Linked DNA regions of Capsicum annuum: region 1 is linked to region 2. A link is a contact called in public Hi-C data. All regions are on one chromosome and are shown on one strand. Each heading gives the region's core, a stretch centred on a gene start, on an enhancer-like site or on the middle of the called end of the contact. The rest is flanking DNA. Distances are from core to core; before and after follow the strand shown. Region 1 holds the start of LOC107857556 (UDP-glucuronate 4-epimerase 3). Region 2 holds the start of LOC107857557 (transketolase, chloroplastic).

Region 1 (7,182 bases), core at 1,043-3,542, 320 kb after region 2:
TATAGATTGTAACAAATGGGTTAATTAATATAAGTTTAATTGACAAAAATTTAATGAAAAATAGATTAGTCAATTTAAGTTGAATTGAGAAAAGAATGATGAAATTAATTCAACATAAGGTAAAATTCGATTTGGATCATTAAAGACTTTTATCTTCAAAGCTACCGTTAAAATAAAAAGAAAAATAGCATCGGTGCATGCATGCATTTGAAACTAAAAAGAAAATCTAAAATAAACTCTAATGAAAGGAAAGGCTGCGTATAATACACCCTTGTAGTGAGGTCATTTCCCGAATACTGCGCATAGCGATAGCTTTAGTGCACCAGACTGCCCTTTTTTAAAATAATTTCTAAGAAAAATATTATTTATTTAATTTTTTAAAGAAATTATTTGATTAATGTTAGAAATATTGAGATATTATCGAACGATCTTTACAACTAATATAATGTCACAAAAATAAATAAAAATAAAAAACAAGAATAGCAACAAGATTAAAAAAAAATTACAAATATAAAATTTAATGTTAATTTTGAGTCCGAACTCAATACGGGCCAAATACATCTAGTTCTCTCTAATAAGCTACGAGGGGAAAATCGAAAGCCTAATAAAGTATCTCCATATCAATTAAAAAAGATTCATTGAACCATCCCACAGCCAGTTGTTAGCTAGAACAGTTTATTGTAATTGCTTTCTTGACGCGGAGGATATGCAAAAGTCGCTTGAGTTTTGCTCTAGGATTTTTCAGTTTTGTATTCAAACTTGATAACCTCTTGAATGTGGTTCCTTGATTGTACATATTTTATAAGATAAAAAAGTGTATAAATGAAAAATAGAGTTACGTAAGTGAATTATAGAGAAAGAAATTGTAAAAATAGAATCATATACATGAATTATAAAGAGAGAAATTATAAAAATGAGATATTTATTATTATTTTAGAAATTTATGATATTGTGTAGTACTATAAAATAAAGTTGTAATTTTAAATAATTTATTCTAAACGGGATAAATGAACAAGGAATAATAGTTTGTATTAAATTTTTCTAAAAAAATAATAAAATTTTATATAATTTCATTAATTACATTGTTGTTTGACTTTCAGCTGGATTTCCTTACTAGTCCACCTCAAATCTTCGTTATTCTGTTTTTACTAAATTCTTCAAACCTCATTCTTTGTCCCTCCCCAATTAGCGGTCGTTTTGGCGAGTGTATAAAATTATGTAAAATATGATGTATTAGTAATGCTTATATTAATAATATTTATAATAAAATATAATATTTGTATTAATTAGGGGTGTATAGATCAAACCATCAAGTCAAACCAAATCAAAGAACCAAATCAAACCGAGAAAAAAAAATCAACTTATGATTTGGTTTGATTGATTTGGCGTTTGAAAAAAAAACCCGATCATTCTTGATTTGGTTTGGTGTTAACAAAAAAAAATCAAATCAAATCCAAATTAAACCTAATATATATATATATATATATATATATATATATAATTTAACTTCTTATACATAAAATTTATAATCTACTTTTTCAATTACTTTTATTAATTTTCAATATTTAGAAAGTTTATGTATATATATATGCTAATAAAATGATCCAAAACTCAATATAAACTTAAAACTTAAACTCTTCACTCTTCATCTTATTTGTTAGTTTCAAGAGAGTTTTTCGCTCCTTAGTTTTCATAATTGAGTTTTTCCATTAGCTAGCACATGAGTGAAAACATATTTGATCTACTTTTCAATCACAATATAATTATAAAAAATAAAGATTATAAGAAAAATGAGAATACTCGAAAAAACCGCAAGAACCGACTAAAACCTAACCCGAAAAAACCGATTTTATGTTGGTTTGATTTGATTTATAGTTTTAATAAACGACACAATCGATTTGGTTTTTATTCAATAAAAAACCAAACTAACCCGACCTATGTACACCCCTGCTGTTAGTTATGCTTATATTTTTCTTATGCAGTGTTTGGTTCGATGTATTAAAAAAATTAATTACATAATTTCTAAAAAAAAAAATTTTTTACATAATACCCTTAATATATATGTTGGAAAGAATGCGAAATTTTTTTTGAAGGGTAATAGGATCTTTAAGCATATTAATGAATGCGTAAGATCCATTATATTACTAATATTATGCATTTTAAGATATTAGTGATACACATCTTAATACACAATAGAGTATATAATTATTATTTGTATTAATTATACATAAACTAATAAAATATATCAAAAAAAGTACTAATAATACACATTAAATTAAAATGTATGCAGACACTCTACCAAACGAACCCTCAGTGCACATCCCCAATCTCTCTCTCTCCAATCACCCATTTTCCTAATGAATCATCATCCTCCAACAACAACCTATTAACAGTTCTTTCAAGAAACCATTAGGTTCCCATAAATAAAGGGGCTAAAGTTCCATATTATCCAGCTCCGTCATTGCCACCCCTTTTTCCCCCTTGTTTCTTTTCTCCATTTCAACTACCCAAAAATATCACAAATGGGGGGGAAAATGGGGGAATTTTCCAAACCCTAACACTTACTTAGCATTTTTCAAGAAAAGTTGCTGAAACCTTCAAGATTTCCCAAGAATAATATCACAAATGAAGCACATTGACAATATTCCATCAACCCCAGGAAAGTTAAAGGAAAAATCCCCTTACAATAGGCTCAGGCTATATTTTTCTGTAGCCAAGCTCACATTTTGGTCATTTGTCTTCTTGGGCTTGATCTTTGTATGCTTTTTCAGATCACCATCCTCGTCGTCCCCTGCCGGTTCAGATCTCTCGAGACGATCTCTTAGAACCAGCTCGTATGATGGCCCAGCTTGGGAAAAAAGGATTAAGTCCTCAGCAAAAGTCAGGTCAAGAAATGGTATTTCTGTTTTGGTGACTGGTGCTGCTGGCTTTGTAGGAACACATGTCTCAGCTGCGTTAAAACGTCGTGGTGATGGCGTAGTGGGGTTGGATAATTTCAATGACTATTACGATCCGTCTCTAAAAAGAGCTCGGCAATCTCTATTAGAGCATGCAGGGGTTTACATTGTAGAAGGTGACATCAATGATGTCACCTTCTTGAAGAAATTATTTGACGTTGCTCAATTTAGTCATGTGATGCATTTGGCTGCACAAGCGGGTGTAAGGTATGCCATGGAAAATCCTAGCTCATATGTGCATAGTAACATTGCTGGCTTGGTTAATCTCCTTGAGGTTTGCAAAAATGCTAATCCTCAACCTGCTATTGTGTGGGCATCATCAAGTTCTGTTTATGGAATGAATATTAAAGTACCCTTTTCGGAGATGGATAGAACAGACCAGCCTGCTAGTCTATATGCTGCAACTAAAAAAGCTGGTGAGGAAATTGCTCATACCTATAATCATATATATGGGCTTTCACTAACTGGATTGAGATTTTTCACGGTTTATGGACCATGGGGTCGGCCAGATATGGCTTACTTCTTTTTCACAAGGGATATTTTGAAGGGACAGTCAATATCCATCTTTGAGGCAGCTAATCATGGCACTGTTGCTAGGGACTTTACCTACATTGATGACATAGTAAAGGGTTGTTTGGGAGCATTGGACACGGCTGAAGAAAGCACCGGAAGTGGTGGGAAAAAGAAAGGCCCTGCTCAATTGCGGATGTTCAATTTGGGCAACACTTCTCCTGTGCCTGTTTCTGATCTTGTCAGCATTTTGGAAAGATTGCTAAAGGTAAAGGCTAAAAGATCAGTGATGAAGTTGCCAAGGAATGGTGATGTGCCGTTTACTCATGCAAACATAAGCTTTGCCCAAAGGGAACTTGGATATAAGCCTACAACAGATCTGCAGACAGGACTGAAGAAATTTGTTCGATGGTACATCAGTTACTATGGTGATGGAAAGAAGAGTGCCTAGTGATCATACATTCTTTCAATTGTGTGGTAGGAGTTCAATTCTTGTTCATTTTCATTCTTGTTATTGTTTGAGCATACATGTATTGCACTATTTTATTGATTTCAAATATTCTAATGATGCGATTCAAGGAGCATATACGATCCCACGATTAAGTTGTGTGATTGATGGACATTGTTTTCCAGGCAATTTAATCTGTATCAAATGCAACCTGAAACCAACTTTTTACCAGTTCCAGGAATGCCATTGTTGTAGTTTAAAGGATTTCATAATTGATTGACAGCTGCTGATTATGGACAATGGACATGTATAATCTTTATTAAATTATAATAATAGTAGCAGATGATAGTTCCATGTTAGAACTATTTGTGTATATCACACTTGGCTTGAATGTCTCTGTCTTATCAGAGCATAATCTTGTGTTCTAAGTATGTCTATTTGGTGTTTTCCATTTTGCACTATTTTTTGAATATCTATTCCTTTCTTATCTTGTTATCTCCGTGATCATTCTGTGTACATGATTTCTGAAGTGTTACACATCTTATTTTGGCTCTCAGATGAAAGATTCTACATTTTTAAAAGTTAACTGTTCAGAGTAGTAACAATAGATGAATGTATTGGCTGCTTTCTCTATTCTTTCTAAAATTTCCTTCTGTGGAGATTGGAGGAAAGGATTAGCCATTATGTATAACTAAAGATGATAACAAATATTGGCATGTAGTTAAGAAGCAAGATGACAATTACCGTTTGTGAGGCTTACCGTTCATCTTTGAAGCGCCTAGGGTTGACCTAGCTGTAAGTATTTTGTGAGGATTACCGTTGATCCTAAGCTAACCGTCTGGTTTTATGTCAGCAAGTTGTTATATGTGTGTACTTCTTCCTTTTATTTCTGACTTTTTAAGAATAAGTAAAAGCAGAAAGAGAGATACCAATATAACCAGAATGAACTTTTACTGAAGAAAGTTTCACGACCGATTGCTTGTATGTTGAAAGGGAAGAAATAACTGCAAACACTATCGGTAGACTTTGATAGCCCTCTCGATAGCATATTGAAATTTTGACAACTAGTGGCCGTTTTCTGTTGCCTCACTGTTTCCCCGGTCGTCAGGGCACCGATAAAAAAGAAGCAGCAGCAAATGTTATTAGTGTATTGTGGTTACCCTCTCATACCTTATTGGAGCTTTGAAACTAGTGGTTTGTTCCAGTTGCATCAGCATTTTTTCCATTGCTTCTGGAGCCAGCGTGGAAGGTAAGGAAAGGTGTAAAGTGGGAGACTGCTAGAGTTGTAACCCAAATTTTGTTGATCCGATCCTAAAAAGTTTGTGGTGCGATCCATGTTTGTGATTTTTCATGGGGTCTACCCGTGTTTATGATTTTTCATGGGGTCTGTAGTGGTATGGACCTGTATTGTATAAGTGCGTTTAGTGGACTATTTCGAATTGTTCTCATATACACGAAATTGAGACGATCGTTTCCATATTGTACTCCTCATTATAATGAATTCCTCTGCCTCTGCCCGTGGTTTTTCCCGCAAGGAATTTCACGTAAATTTGTGTTCTTATTTTTTTGTTTGCTTATAATTTGCTTATTCTGTCTTATTCATAACAGAGACACATTCAGTAATTGGCAAATAATATCCTAATAAAACTAGTCATACAAAATCTGGTCCTTGTCATCCTATAAACGTAAAAATGAATTGAACTTGTTTCTTTCTCTACCTTTTTACTTGTGTTGGGGTAAAAAAGAAACAGAAATTAATCATGTAGTAGAAGCGGGATAAACTTCTATTTTTTTCTCTCTAATTACATAATACCGTATTATTATCCCGAAAAAAAGAAAAAAAAAATGACACAGATTGAGCCATTAATGGTATATCCAGAGAGTGCGTTTCTCTTGTTTGCGTTACTGCTGCAGTGTCCTTGGAGCTATAATATTTGTATAAACTATGACTAAATCTAAATCTAAATTTCCCTTTCCAGAAGGAACATGAAGGTTTACAATATGTCCCTTATTCTTGTAAATTTCGTCCCCTCCCCCCCCCCCCCCCCCCCCCCCCCCCCCCGGTTTTTTGTTTTGGAAACGCTAGAAAAACCTACAACCGCTACAACCTCTGCCCTTCAAGTGAGCATTTTGTGCACACTGGGTAAACCCCTCACTGTGCAATCGCTCGTAAACCACACAGGAGATGTAAACCGCACTAGGTAAATCCTATGCGACAAGCTAGATTGAGGAGACCTTAGGGGGGATCGATACCGCGACCTCCGCTTTGGAAGTCACCCCGGAAACAATAAACTGTTCAAAAACTCTCCTTTTTTCTGTTTGAGTTTCAACCAAAATGCCTACTAATTGCCCATTTCAGTTTGGCAATGGGGCAAAGTTCGATTTCGCCCACTTTGCTTGATGCCTCATGTATTTTGTTGAGGATATTTCAGTAGTAGTTCCATTGCACAAACCATGGACTCAAATTTATATCAATATAAATTGTAAGTGGCAATCAATCTTGCTGATCAAATTCATCCTTGATATTCTTTTCTTCTGGTGATACTAAAGACTTGAACCAAAGCTCCTTCATGCATTAAACCTCATCCAGAAAAGCTTTGAAGTACTTGCTGCCTCAACATATGCAAAAAAGTTCTAGGTAAGTTGCATCGACAAACTATTCGACATTCACATGCAATCTTCCTGGTCTAAGAGCAGCCCAAAATCAGTTCACACTCAGCATGAAGGGAAGCTACTTTTTTCTCATCACCTACATATCAGGTAAAGAGGGTTATCGAGATCTGCCAAAATATCCAATGAAATAACCAAGGCAGCCACAAACTAACCTAAACACCATAATTAACAGCAAATGATTGCAGGAGCTGGACTGTCACACTTCGGACAACTCTACACTAGTATAGGCAGCTAGATCACCATAGAATACTAAGGAAAAACATTTTTTTGGAGGGATCAAGACCTTACTAATTTAACTGTCAAAGTAAAGCCACTATGCAAAATGCATTATACAAGCCTATAATATTTTTCATACAAGCCTAGAAAAGCCAGTAACAATACAAATGCAGTTCATTGAGCGGAAACTCATATTTTTCTGTTTCTGTAACTGCAATACAGAACATTAAGAACACCCAATCGGGATAGTCAAGGAAAGAGAATCAGAAATTTACTAGGGACTGTTGAACGATAAAGGCTAACCAATAAGCTGACACAGGTCAACGGTACCAGAGAGCAGCATATAACCACTATCCAGATTCCAGCATTTCTAGCTTT
Region 2 (6,735 bases), core at 847-3,346:
TAGTACTGATCACTTCAATTGTAAATGTGAAATTTAATATATTTAAAACTAGTCTTCGAATCTCTTTTGTTGTAACTGAATTTTGTATTTTCTTTGTTAGCCACCAACGTACCTGTGTATTATCTGTTCGTACAATAAATTTGTTATATACAATATATGGCTCAAATGATAATAAACACTTATATAATGAACATAACTCTTTTCTATTTATTTCCCATTTTATTTCTGTTTCGTTGAACGTACCTGAGTAGTATCTACAATGGTGTTCTATTTTTTCTGCTTCATATCGATATTTAAGTACTCCTCCGTAGCTATATTCACTTGCATCTGCTTCTACTATATATATAAATTTTCTATTTTCATCTGGAAATTGTAATTTTGGTAATTCTCTACAAAGTAATTTTATTTTTTGGACTTGTTTTTTATCTTTTTCATCATAGTTATATTCTATATCCTTTTTTAATTTTTTCTGTAGTGGTTTTAAGGTTTTAACCCTTTCTCTCCAAGAGCTAACCAACGGCTCACATTTTCAATTTAATCCACAAAAACACCATCCAAATTGTACTTCCCCAATATATATAATACTAGACATTGAAGGCCCGTGTAGCACGGGCTTAATAGATGTTATTTTTTTTAATTTCAATTAATGTGACACAAATATAATTTAGATAATTAATTATTAAAATAATTTTAATTATTGTGATTTATAATACTATTTCTTATATTTCAATTCAAGTGACACTGATATAATTTCAAAAGTTGACTTATGTGGAAGTAATATAATTTTGATAGTCAATCATATGTTTTATATTAACTCATCATTTTGTGTCTATTTTATGAAATATTATTAATTTTCTAATGCGATAATAATAGATAATTAGGGGTGATATAATAAAATTACGATTGAAGCAGCGAAAAACTCATGTCTTAAATAAATTATAAGAACTAATTAGAAGTAATATAATAAAATTACTATAAAAAACACTTGTGAAAAAAGCATAAATAGGCATCATATAACACATCAAGTTAATTTAAAAAAACAAAAAATAATTTAGTATTTTTTGTCAATTTTAAAGTTTTTATTAAATATTATAATTTTTTTAATACTTAAATAGCTTATAGTAATTAATTTGGAGTAATCTAGTAAAATTACGGTTGAAGCAGGCAACACAAGTAGACATGTCAATTATTTTATATTTTTATTTGATTTCACAAATTTTTTAATACTTAAATAACTTATGGTAATTAATTAGGGGTAATCTAGTAAAATTATGGTTAAAGCAACTGAAGGAAGCAGCACAAACAACTATGTTTTAAAGTTAATTTAGCATTTTTTTGTTAATTTTATGTTTTTTTATTAAATATTATAATTTTTTTAATACTTAAATAACTTATAGTAATTAATTTGGAGTAATATAGTAAAATTACGATTGAAGCATTCAACACAAGTAGGCATGTCGATTATTTTATATTTTTATTTGATATCACAAATTTTTTAATACTTAAATAACTTATAGTAATTAATTAGGGATAATATAGTAAAATTATGGTTGAAGCAACTGAAGCAAGCAACACAAGCAGGCATGTCGAAGACGTGCCTGCTTATTGACACTTATTATATATAGTAATATATTTTTTATTAAATATTATAATTTTTTTAATACTTAAATAACTTATAGCAATTAACTTGAAGTAATCTAGTAATTGAAGTAGGCAACACAAGTAGGAATGTCGATTATTTTATATTTTTATTTGATTTCACAAATTTTTTAATGCTTAAATAACTTATAATAATTAATTAAGAATAATTTATTAAAATTACTATTGAAGCAACTGAAGCAAGCAACACAAGCAATCACGTCTGAAAGTTAATTTAGTAATTTTTTGTTAATTTTATATTTTTTATTAATACTACATTTTTTAATATTTAAATAACTTATAGTAATTAATTTAGAATAATAAAATAAAATTACTATTAAAACATGCAATATAAATAGACATATCAATTATTTTATAATTTTATTTGATATCATAAATTTTTAAAAATAATATAATAAAATTATAATTGAAACAATTGAAATTAGCGCAAACAGGCATGTTGAACCTCTTATTGACACTTACTATATAAAGTAATATAAACTCTCTCATCCTCATCTTCCTCATTCAACAGACAAATTCCATATAGAGCCATGGCTTCATCTTCTCTCACTCTCTCTCAAGCTATCTTTTCTCCTTCTCTCCCTCGCCATGGCTCTTCGTCTTCTTCCTCTCCTTCTCTTTCTTTCCCCATTTTCTCTGGCCTTAAATCCACCCCTTTCACTTCCTCCCACCGCCGTTTTCTTCTTCCCTCCACATCCTTCACTAAACAGCAGCTTTCTGTTCGCGCCTCCGCAGCTGTAGAGACTTTGGAGAAAACTGATGCTGCACTTGTTGAGAAATCTGTAAACACTATTCGATTTTTGGCTGTTGATGCTGTTGAAAAGGCTAATTCGGGTCATCCGGGTTTGCCGATGGGATGTGCTCCAATGGGTCATATATTGTACGATGAAGTCATGAAGTATAATCCAAAGAATCCTTACTGGTTTAATCGTGACCGATTTGTTCTATCTGCTGGTCATGGTTGTATGCTTCAATATGCTCTTCTCCACCTCGCTGGTTATGACTCTGTTCAGGTCTAATTCTCCCTCGTCTCATATTATGTTTGATCTATTGGTTTGTTTTGTAGGTGAAAAAAATGTGTTTGTTACGTGAATTGCAGAAAATATTTTCAATGTAAAGGGAAAATCAGATGAACATTATTATCGATTACTCTTACTATGTCTCAATTTCTGTGGCATAGTTTGAATTTCGAGATTCAAACAGTTTAATTTTGACCATGAATTCAGGGTGTAATGTTTAAAGTTTTTGAAACAAAATTTATATATTGAAAACTACTTCAAAAAAATTATTATAAGTTACAATGATAGACAACTGAAGATGTTTAAAAGATATATGAAAGATTATGATCAAAGATCGACTGGTCTGAATCTTGAAATTTCAAAGGTGCCATATTATTTCAAAACTGTATCTTTATTAGTATCTCATCCATCCTATACATTTTACACCTTGGACAATTAACACATGCCAGCAATTTTTATTTCGTAATTCATCCTCTGTCTTGCTATTTTACGTTCAGAATTGGATGGATAGTTCTTCATCGGAAGAAAAGGTTTCAACTTTGGGGTGATTTTTTATAAATCATTGTTTGAAATTGAGGACATTTTGGACAATAACTGCTGATGTTTTAAGTTTCTATTGGAGGATTAATGATCTTTAAAGTTGGTATAGATATTGTTGTTTAAATGACCATCTATAGTCCAGTTCCGTTATATTATGATTTGAGTGTTACTGAAATTTAAACTAGTCATTTCTCATTCATTATGCATTGCTGATTATCTTTGCTACTACTAATTAATTAGGAAGAGGACTTGAAAAGTTTCCGTCAGTGGGGTAGCAGAATCCCCGGTCACCCTGAGAACTTCGAGACACCTGGAGTCGAAGTCACCACTGGTTAGTATATCTATGTACTTTGATACTATTGTTTTGTATTTATGTATCATGTTATACATTAGCTTCAATAATTTTGAGTTGGGTGTTGATATAACTGATTGTAATCTTCTTTTATTTGCTATTAGGTCCTCTGGGGCAAGGTATTGCCAATGCTGTTGGCTTGGCCCTTGCAGAGAGACACTTGGCCGCTCGGTTCAACAAGCCAGACAGTGAGATTGTTGACCACTACACGTAAGAGTGTTTCCTGGATCCCTAGACCGTTTTCATTCTGTATTGTCTAGTTTGACTAATGGCAATGGCGTTGGCTGTTCAGATATGTTATACTTGGTGATGGTTGCCAGATGGAGGGTATCTCAAATGAAGCTTGTTCCCTTGCTGGCCACTGGGGACTTGGGAAGCTGATTGCTTTCTATGATGATAATCACATCTCCATTGATGGCGACACAGAAATTGCTTTCACTGAGGATGTCTCTGCTCGTTTTGAGTCTCTAGGATGGCATGTGATCTGGGTGAAGAATGGTAACACAGGTTATGATGAAATTCGTGCTGCCATTAAGGAAGCCAAAGCTGTCAAAGACAAACCCACTATGATCAAGGTCGAATATGCACTTGAATTAAATAGTCTAAGAAGAGATTCTCAAAACACCAAACAACCATTGTCTTCTGTACCATATAGATTACACTTGTTTTTTTTTATATCTTTTTACTTTTTCTTATCACTCCCCCATTTTTTTGGTAACGCCTCTCATTACTTTGGCTGTTCCTTTTTCCCGACAGGTAACTACTACCATTGGTTTTGGCTCTCCGAACAAGGCAAACTCTTACAGTGTGCATGGCAGTGCACTTGGAGCAAAGGAAGTGGAGGCCACTAGAAATAACCTGGGATGGCCTTATGAGCCTTTCCATGTGCCTGGAGATGTGAAGACGTACTATAACATCCTCTTTTCCTAGATTGTTTTATGCTTTGCAGTCACTTATATTGGTATTATGTGCTTACTGCAGCCATTGGAGCCGTCATACGTCTGAGGGTGCTGCCCTTGAAACTGAATGGAATGCTAAGTTTGCTGAATATGAGAAAAAGTACCCAGAGGAAGCTGCAGATTTAAAATCCATCATTACTGGTGAACTACCTGCTGGCTGGGCGAAAGCTCTTCCTGTAAGTGATCTTTGTCTCCTTCTCATATTTTAACCCAAGTGTTCCTTTTTCTATAGACCATCTGTATAACAGTCCTTAACTTTTGATTGGGGTTCCCTATAGTTGTTTCTACTGCAGCAGGCAAGAGCTTTTCTTCAATTGTTTTTTCCAGACTTCATATTTCCTGAGCACCCTTCCCTAATTCTTGTTTTTTTGAAATCTAAGTTGCTCGGACTCTCCAAATATGTTGCCGCACCCGTGTCCGATCCTCTGAAAATGCACTACTTTTGAAGGATCCAACATGCACCCCATGACATTTTCAAAGAGTCCTAGCAACTTAGTTTGAAATAACTGTTTTAGTGTAACTGCTCTAAGTTCAGTTTTCCTCAAATGCATTGTGTTGGTAAAAACTGATAAATTCTGTATCTTTTGCAATATCAAGTTTATCTTAATTAATTATTTGCATGTTTCTTGATCTCAGACTTACCTTCCTGAGAGCCCAGCGGATGCCACCAGAAACTTGTCACAACAAAACCTTAATGCTCTTGCCAAGGTTCTACCTGGTTTCCTGGGTGGTAGTGCTGATCTTGCCTCATCAAACATGACTCTTTTGAAAATGTTTGGTGACTTCCAGAAGAACTCTCCGGAAGAGCGTAATTTAAGGTTTGGTGTTCGCGAACATGGTATGGGAGCCATATGTAATGGGATTGCTCTACACAGCCTTGGCTTGATTCCCTATTGTGCTACTTTCTTTGTGTTCACTGACTACATGAGAGGAGCCATGAGAATTTCAGCCTTGTCTGAAGCTGGAGTTATTTATGTTATGACCCATGATTCAATTGGTCTAGGAGAAGATGGGCCAACCCATCAACCCATTGAGCACTTGGCAAGTTTCCGTGCGATGCCCAACATTCTGATGTTCCGTCCAGCAGATGGAAATGAAACAGCAGGAGCTTACAAAGTGGCTGTCCTCAAGAGGAAGACACCATCAGTCCTTGCCCTCTCTCGGCAAAAGTTACCGCAACTTGCTGGAACTTCTATTGACGGAGTAGCAAAGGGTGGCTACATTGTATCAGACAATTCTTCAGGCAACAAACCTGACATCATTTTGCTTGGTACTGGCTCAGAGTTGGAAATTGCTGTCAAGGCTGCTGATGAACTCAGGAAAGAAGGAAAGACAGTGAGGGTTGTTTCCTTAGTTTCTTGGGAGCTTTATGATGAACAACCAGCTGACTACAAGGAAAGTGTTCTTCCAGCATCTGTTACAGCTAGAGTTAGCATTGAAGCTGGATCAACATTCGGGTGGCAAAAATTTCTTGGAGATAAAGGAAAAGCCATTGGGGTTGACGGATTCGGTGCCAGTGCTCCTGCTGACAGGATATACAAAGAGTTTGGTATTACAGCAGAGGCTGTTGTAGCTGCAGCTAAAGAAGTTTCTTAGGTGATGTCGGTTGTGATTCTTGGTTGCTGGTGGTCTACCAAATTTATTTCGTTAGGTTATGAGATGAAGATAATGGTGGAAACGATATCAAATAGACTCAGCACAGTTCACAGCCACCAGAGATTTTAAATAAGGGAGAAAATTTCCTCTGCACTTCTTTTTCTTCAGTTAAGTTGCAGAGCCACCAGAATGAATCCACGATGAGGATAGAAATTAGGCACATTGTTGTTCCTAAACTTGTACACTACATATCTTGAGTTTGTTATTTCATTTGGTTCATTGATAAAGATGTCATTTTCCCAATTGGAGTTTCGTGTGTGTCTGGCAATGGGATTTTGTTTTCCTTCGTTTTAATCCATTCAGAGTATTCTGATAAAAAAATAATTGAACTTTCTAGGCTAGCTTGATGATATGTTAAAGAGGAGGAACTCCCCAAACAGGGCAATTCTACTTCAAAATCAAGTTGCTCCTGTACACATTTTCCTGATACATTTTGGATGGTTGAAAAGCGTTATCCCTCTTGAGTTGGACCTGTTTGTATATTGGATTATAGCCATTGAAAATTCATAGAAATTCACTCTCTTAAAGCAAATGTGAGTCTTTCTAAGCA

Evidence for each region. Hi-C and Micro-C count contacts between places; a contact is called where the count stands out from the background.
Region 1: a Hi-C map of leaf shows a contact between it and region 2, with 2.9 times the contacts expected there. The contact joins the promoter of LOC107857556 here to the promoter of LOC107857557 in region 2. A contact is called at or near these places in 2 of 5 Hi-C or Micro-C datasets (leaf and placenta).

Annotation. Positions count from the first base shown.
Region 1 is chr10:65,571,230-65,578,411 of UCD10Xv1.1, forward strand. It overlaps LOC107857556 (UDP-glucuronate 4-epimerase 3), which reads left to right and starts at 2,293. Exons shown (of 1, transcript XM_047397945.1): 1 at 2,293-4,051. The coding sequence starts at 2,626. The coding sequence ends at 3,918. LOC107857554 (40S ribosomal protein S13) reads right to left here. Exons shown (of 5, transcript XM_016702350.2): 5 at 6,359-6,664. The coding sequence ends at 6,664.
Region 2 is chr10:65,246,858-65,253,592 of UCD10Xv1.1, forward strand. It overlaps LOC107857557 (transketolase, chloroplastic), which reads left to right and starts at 2,097. Exons shown (of 7, transcript XM_016702352.2): 1 at 2,097-2,672; 2 at 3,459-3,549; 3 at 3,675-3,780; 4 at 3,863-4,145; 5 at 4,327-4,475; 6 at 4,552-4,705; 7 at 5,166-6,428. The coding sequence starts at 2,190. The coding sequence ends at 6,125.